Linked DNA regions of Mus musculus: region 2 is linked to region 1. A link is a contact called in public Hi-C data. All regions are on one chromosome and are shown on one strand. The core of a region is the stretch at or near the end of the contact, and the rest is flanking DNA. Distances in the headings are between cores, read along the strand shown.

Region 1 (3,442 bases), core at 725-3,224:
GGTTCCTCCCTATGTACTCTTTGGTATGTGGCTTAGTCCCTGGGAGCTCTGGGCAGGGGGTGGGAGGGTGAAGGTGTCTAGTTGGTTGATATTATTGTTCTTCCAATGTGGTTGCAAACCACTTCAGCTCCTTCAGTCCTTTCTCTAACTCCTCCATTGGGGACCCCACGCTTAGTCCAATGGTTGGTTGTGAGCACCCACCTCTGTATTTGGCAGGCTCTGGCAGAGCCTCTCAGGAGACAGCTATAACAGGCTCCTGTCAGCAAGCACTTCTTCGCATCCTCAATAGTGTCTGGGTTTGGTGTCTGAATATGGGATGGATCCCCAGGTGGGACAATGTAGGGTCAAAGAGTGGAGCAGAGACTGAAGAAAAGGCCATCCAAAGACTGCCCAGATTGCTTTTATACAGGGTACTACATGGTGGAAGAATCTGCATGAAGGAAGTGAGCATTTACCAAATGTGGAGCGACCACTGGCTTTGGAAGATCAGGTCCTGGGCAGCTAACTACACTCCATCAGCTCCCGCTTCTGATGGTTGCCATTCTGCTGATGGAGTCGTTCTGCTTGGGTTCAGGGGACGTGAGTTCAGTTTTTGATTAGTTCTTGCTGAAGGAAGGATGCCGGATGACGTACAGCATGCTCCTGTACCCTCTGCGCACCAACAACCTCTGGTGGTATATTTCACGTGCTTTCTGTCCTTCAGGAGAAGTCATTGGCATAAAATGATCTCCAAGAGACTTCTTAAAGAATTATTTATATATATTACGTGTGTGTGTGTGTGTGTGTGTGTGTGTGTGTGTGTGTGTGTGTATTTTCCAGTTAGGAAGAGCACATGTATGTCACTGATAGGTTAAATCTTAGTCTTAACTGCAACCCAAAGAAGTAGGTACTATATGAACCCCATGCTGTGATGAGAAAACTGAGGCTTAGTAAGGTTAAGCAAAATGCATCACCCCACTGATCCAGGTCACACTCGTGGCCCTTGCTCTAGCCTGAGGTCCATACAATGGGATGTAGAAGAATAATCATCAGTTTCTTTGCATTTGTAGCACTATCCACCAAGAAGCTGGCAGCTGATTGACAAGGAGCTCCACCGTCAGTGGTCAGGGATGGCTGGTCCTGCTCCTTGCTCAGGGTCAGGATTCTCCCACTAGCCAGGCAAGCTTCAACCTGTTTGCCTGTCAGATCTTTATCTCCTGGAGTTCCTGGGAGTTTTCTGTCCCTGGAGACTTGGCTGGAACATTTCTTGTTTTGCTTTGATTTGTTTCAGGTTTGCTTGTTTTCCCTTCACTGAACTAAGTATTGATGTCAGAGCCTAGGCAAGAGAGAGCCTGCATCTCGTGGGCTCAATCTTGTTCTAGAGCTCAGAGCTGACACGGCGTGTCAGAGAGGCTGCTGTTGTGCAGTCTCGCAGCTGGGGACCAGGGCACACATGGCGGCTTGCGGTCAGACTATTGTATGGCTTTTTTGTTGTTGTTTATTGCCTTTGGAATAGGCAGATACATGAAATAATTGCACACCAAAGGGCAAGCAAATAGACTTCAGAACTGTCCCCAAACAATCACATCACCATCGACAAATCACATCAGTGACAAAACCCAGGCTTTCCCCTGCCTCAGAGGAGGCTTGAGTCCTTCAGGAAGTATTTGACAAGTAGGGATTAGATTTGTGCATCTATGAAAGCTCTGTGAGGATGGGGCTGAGGGGGTATCTCAGTCGATGGAGGGCTTGTCTAGCAGGAACCTTTGTTTAATCCCCAGCACCACAGAATCCAGGGCTGGTGGTGTGTGCCTGTAATTTCAGGACTTTGGAAGTGGAGGCAGGAGGATCAGGAGTTCAGGGACATCCTGACGATGTAGCAAGTTTAAAACCATCCAGGACTAGATGAAATCCTCTCTCAAGGGAGAGAAAACTGGAAATTTTTACATACGTAGGAAAGATTAGCCATTTTAAAGTCAGGACACCGTCCTCTGGCCTCAGCTCTCCCATGGACTGGGGGAAACACGGTCACTCTGGTCTCCTGGGTATCACCTAATTCCCAGGGCAAGGTTATGTATGTCACTGTCACCTAAGGATCATAGGATGTTTCCAGTAGCTTATGAACAATGGCTTTGCCGTTTGGACTTCAGCATCTACATATACTAATTAGCCACAGAAGAAAAGATTCCGCTGTGGCAACAAGAATCTAAAGACAAGATGGCTTTAAAACATGGAAGGCTTGTTTGTCTTTTTAATTTATGTAACAGAGGGTGGGTGTTACGAATCAGTGGGAGAGGAGGTTCTGATAACAGCTAGGCCATCTGCAGCGTTGTGAATGTGCAGGGTCGCTGTTGTTTTAGATCAGAGGCAATCCCTCCTGTTCATGTCCCATTGGTAAGAAATTAATCATTAGCTGTGCCGCAGCCCAGAGGAACTGGGTTGCCATAAGTGGGACAGCTGTGTGCCCAGATCTTCTGCTCACACAGGGGAAGAAGGGGACGTTGACTTTCATAGACAGCTGGTAATCTGCCACCACCAGCTCTTTCCTGGCTCCCAGAAAATCTCCATTTCCTACAGTGCTCCACCACTGTAACTGGAAGGCATGTGTGAGTGTAGAAGGTGGGTAACCTGCCATTTAGTTTATAGTGTGTAAGACTGCATGCAAGCACTCCAACCTGAGTTTGATCCTCTGAACACATACACAATCACACACACACACACACACACACAGAGAGGATGTATACTCACATGTGCATGCACATATGCAGACATTCACAAATATCACACATACATATACACACATTATATATACACACACATTATGCATAAGTAACATGTACACTCACGCACATTATATATACACATGCACATACATGCACACACATCACACATACATACACATCACGTATGTACATTATACATTCATATTATATACATATATATACACATACACACATTATGCACACACAAACATACATACATGCAGTATACACACATATACTATACATACACACAAACATATACATACATGAATATATGCACACACACACACATTATAATCACACAGTAATAAGACTATGAAAGAATCACATCTACCCAGGCAGAAAGGGCAGTGTGTTACCCAGAAACCATAACTTCCAGGTGGAGACTTACTGTACTCACGAAATACAAGCATCCATTCCAAGTCCACCCCAGAGCTAGCACCTGCTTTCTGTCCATCCTGCCGTCTCTGTTGGTTGAGCCACTTTGGTCTCCATAAGTGAGACCACACAGCACTGTCTTATGTTCATTAAATGGCATTTGTCAGAATTCCCTTTTTATGGCTGGCCTTGCACTTGTGACAACCCTTGAGTGCTGGGATTGCAGATGGGAGCCACCATGTCTGCCCCCCTCCAAAGCTACGTAATATTCCATTGTATGTAAAGTGCCAAACTTTTTCGCCCACTGATGGGCAGGCACTCGG
Region 2 (3,766 bases), core at 1,146-3,645, 45 kb before region 1:
TCCCTACAGACATTCCTGGAGGCTAACCTAGAAAATCTCTAGGTTATGCCCAGAAGTTGGTCTCGGAGATGAGTCTAGATTCTTTGAGTTGACAATCAATATTGACCATGACATGAACCTCTCCAAAAGACAGATGCCAAGCTGCCAATAATCCCACCACTCAGGAGGTGGGGGCAGGGATGTAAGGCCAGCCTTGCTATAGAACAGAGTGAGTTCTAGCCCAGCTGAGGCTACATGAGACTTTGTCTCAAACACCCCACGCCCAACACACACACACACCACATACAAACACACAAACCACCACCACCATCACCCACATGCAAACACACACACACACACAAACACACACACTGACTCCAGGGAGCTAGGATGGGCCTTTGTGCTTCTTTTTAAGTTCCATGGGTGGGTCTCATATGCAAATTAAAAGGAACCACTTTGGCTGGATCTAGATGATATAAAACAGGAGTCTGTGAATGTAGGTCAGTGGTAGAGTGTCTGCCTAGCAAGCCCTGAGCACAACCCCCATCGCACAAATGTACACATGTACCCATGCACATGTGCACACACACAGAAGAATAAACTAGAGGGGCTGGAGAGAAGGCTCAGTCGCTAAGGGCCTGCACTGCTCTAGAAAACGACCTAAGTTCAGTCCCCAGCACCCATATCAGGTGGATCACAACCCGCCATGCCTCCAGTTCTGGGGCTGGGGGTTTATGGATGCCTCTGGGTTCCAAAGGCTGCTGCACTCACATGCACAGGCACTCTAATAGACACGTAATTAAAAATAAATGGCTTTTAAAAGAATGAATCAGAAAAAAAAATGTCTAGCTAGAGGACTCTTCCAGTCAACTTAAAAAGAAGTGAGCGAGCGACAGAAGTAGATCGGGTTGAGCACCCCTGGAACCTCAGCGCCTGGGAGGCTGAAGCGGGAGAAACTCTCGGGGATTCTCTACCTACTCTCCCACGGTCAGCTTACTCTTTTCCTCTCCTTTCTTGGTCAGGTAGTCATAAAAATGTACGAATTGGCGTTTTAATAACGCCTCCCACCCCAGGCCCCAAACTCCCAATAATGTTGTGTTCATAACTCTTAGCAGCAGCAGCAGCAGCAAGGATCAGTGGTACCCCACCCCCACCCCATGCATACCAGATTAACTCATGGTTCCAATGCAGTCTTAATAGCCAGCCTGGGCATCCCATAAGGGGACAAGAAGTAGGAGTATAATCCTCAGACTGGGGCTCAGGCTGGGCCTCAAGCAATTTTTAACCTCACAGGCCACCTGGAGAGTCTGAAAAAAACAAAGTTAACTCTCTTCAGAAAACGCCCCTCACCACTCAGCACGTGCTTTCAGGGGGTTCTATACTAGAATTAACTTTTGAATTAACTTAATTGAATAAATCAAAGTCCCATTCCTTAATATATGGTAAACAGAAAGCCGTAAGACCTCAAGAATCGAACGGTCTAGTAGTCAAAACAGAACAGTGGCCAGAAATCAACACATGCGTAGATAATGACAAGCGCCATGGAGAAGAGAGCATTCTAGAAGCCAGTGGCAGAGATTTTGTATAGGTTGAGTTGAGGAGGGAGCTTAGAAACTTAGAAACTTGTGCTTTGAGAGGCAATGGTTTTAAGTAGATGGGTGTGGTGGATTGATCCAGGCGACCCTACCAGGCATAGCAGGCCAGTCAAGTAAGTTAATGAAGAATTTAAGATTAACATGACTCTGGGCTGTGCTGCTTAGGGGTCAGTGCAGTGACAAAAGTTGGGGTCTGGGGTGGGGCTGCTACTAAAATGCTGAGTAGTGTCTTATGAACATACACACACACACACACACACACAGGGGAAATGAGCAAGTTTGGCTGTAGGGGAGCGGCCTTGAAGTCCTCCGTCCATTATCAGGGTCAGAAGTTAGCCCTGTGTCTGCTCAGTAAGATGAAAGAAAACCACGGGAGGGCAGCGGGTGGTGGAGAACTACGCTGGGCTCGTGGGCCTGAAAGTGAATTTTAGCTGCTGTATGCAAAGTCCTTGGTGTGTGGACAGAAGGGAGCCGGTAAGAAGGTTACAACAGGTCAGGAATAAATAACCAGCAGGCGGAGGATCCCGGATCCCGTCCTGCCTTTTGTTGGGTGAGGAGCGCCAGGCAAGCGCGTCCACCTTGGCTTAGGAAGGAGGCGATTGGACCGTCCGCCCGCAGCCGCAGCCCCGGGTGACGGTGAGGGAACCGGGGACGGGGGGGGGGAGGGGGGGAGGTACAAGACGGGACCTCAGAGCTCTGCTGTCCACCCGAAGCCCCGCGACGGGGACCCCGGAGTAAGTCGGGGACGGGCCGCGTTGCGGCGGGAGGGGGCGGGCGGGCAGATCCCACCCCTTCCTGAAGGAAGCGCCCTCCCCACCGCGACTGCCACCGCCGCCGCTGCCGCCGCAGGTCACGGCCCGCGAGCCGCCGCCGCCCGGAGCAGGTAGGCGCGGCGCCCTCATCCGCCCCTGGCCCCTGATGCCCTGCTCGTCCTGCTCCCGACCCAGCGAGGACCCCACCCGGGCGGCCGCGGTGCCTCCCCAGCCCCCGGGCGCGTACTCCCGAGCCCGAGGCGGGCGGTGCAGCTCCGCGGCGCGCCCGTCCCGCTCGCCGCCGCCGCAGTGTCGCCTGCGGCCCCCCGCCCCGCCCAGTGACAGGTGTCCCACCACCGCGGGTGGGGTCCGGGGAGGAGCGGCGGAGCCCAGCCTGCCGGCCCCGGCGCTAACTTGCGGTGCCCTGAGCGCAGCCCCGCGGCCGCCCTACTGGGCGCGCGTTCCTGGGAAGAATCCAGGATTTCGGGCTTAACCAGGGGGAGTGCGGGGGTGGGGTACGGGTCGCGGTGCACGAGGCGCTATGGTTATCCACGGTCATAATAATTTTCAAAAGTCGACATTCTTGGGTTATGGAGAGAGCCTTCGCTGAGTGGTTTTCCCCCTCCTTAAATGAATCAAAGAGGGAATAAGGGGTTTCCCAGTTGAAATTCATGTTCCTTCCTCCCCACCCGCCCTCCATTCATCCCTCTCTGTCCACCCCTGACCCCCATGGCACTTTATTATACCCTAAGCACTTTGCTGGTCTTTTGGTCGCGGTTTTTCCGACCAGATCTTTCAGGGCTGAGCCAGGGTGGTGATTGCCAACGTGAGAACAGAGCCCAGGTGAATGGAAGCCAGCCAACCCCCCTGGGCGATCCCAGGCTGACCTCCGACATACATGGTCCTGATAGGGAACCGAAATGCACGGATGCATTTAAAAGGCAAGACAGAATAAAGCACTTCTTAGATCTATTACAGTAACACCGCCGAAAGGGCGATATTAGTTTCTGCTTCTTCAATTCTCTGCTTGAATCGAAGACAGATTTTAATAATGCACGACTGTAACTCCATTCTGGGCTGCAGTTAATAAAAAGGGTAGGCGAATGTGAGTGTATGAAGTCCATGGTAGCAGTTAGTAAGCTGACCCACATAAAATGTCCCGTGTTGAGGGTAGACCGTTAGGCGCATACACGTTAATAGATGCAAAATGAATAATTTTACAATCTCAACTTGGGGCAGATACCTAACTTTTTCTTACACATGTCCTGGAGAAAACCCTGCTTCCAAAGTAACCATAGCTGTGCACGAGCTCTCTCTCTCCCCCTCTCTTGGCCTCCTTCTCCCTCTCCCTCTGCTCCTCCCCACCTTTTCTCTGTCTCTGTCTCCCTCCCTCCCTCCCCACTCACCCCACTACTGACCCACCTGAGGCAAGGTCTCTCT

Evidence for each region. A called contact is a pair of places that touch in the nucleus more often than the background predicts.
Region 2: a contact with region 1 is called in a Hi-C map of the N1E-115 cell line, with 2.2 times the contacts expected there. The contact joins the promoter of Tmem150c here to the enhancer-like site in region 1. A contact is called at or near these places in 2 of 39 promoter capture datasets (embryonic stem cells and macrophages), 6 of 484 Hi-C or Micro-C datasets (the N1E-115 cell line, brain, cerebral cortex and 3 more), 3 of 115 datasets of contacts at active chromatin or transcription factors (embryonic stem cells and forebrain) and 2 of 9 other capture datasets (adipose tissue and pancreatic islet).

The regions. Positions count from the first base shown.
Region 1 is chr5:100,112,538-100,115,979 of GRCm38.p6, reverse strand. All of the region lies in intron 1 of Tmem150c (transmembrane protein 150C), which reads left to right. Gm36167 (a long non-coding RNA gene) reads right to left here. Exons shown (of 4, transcript XR_880476.3): 4 at 319-3,442. Among named protein-coding and RNA genes, the nearest start is that of Gm36167, 4.5 kb to the right of the region's middle. Within about 2 kb of position 1,974, at least 6 of the 459 cell types and tissues checked have an H3K27ac peak or open chromatin away from gene starts, as enhancers often do. A contact at or near this core is called in the N1E-115 cell line, where this site is marked.
Region 2 is chr5:100,157,910-100,161,675 of GRCm38.p6, reverse strand. Tmem150c (transmembrane protein 150C) reads left to right here and starts at 2,395. Exons shown (of 8, transcript NM_001382851.1): 1 at 2,395-2,457.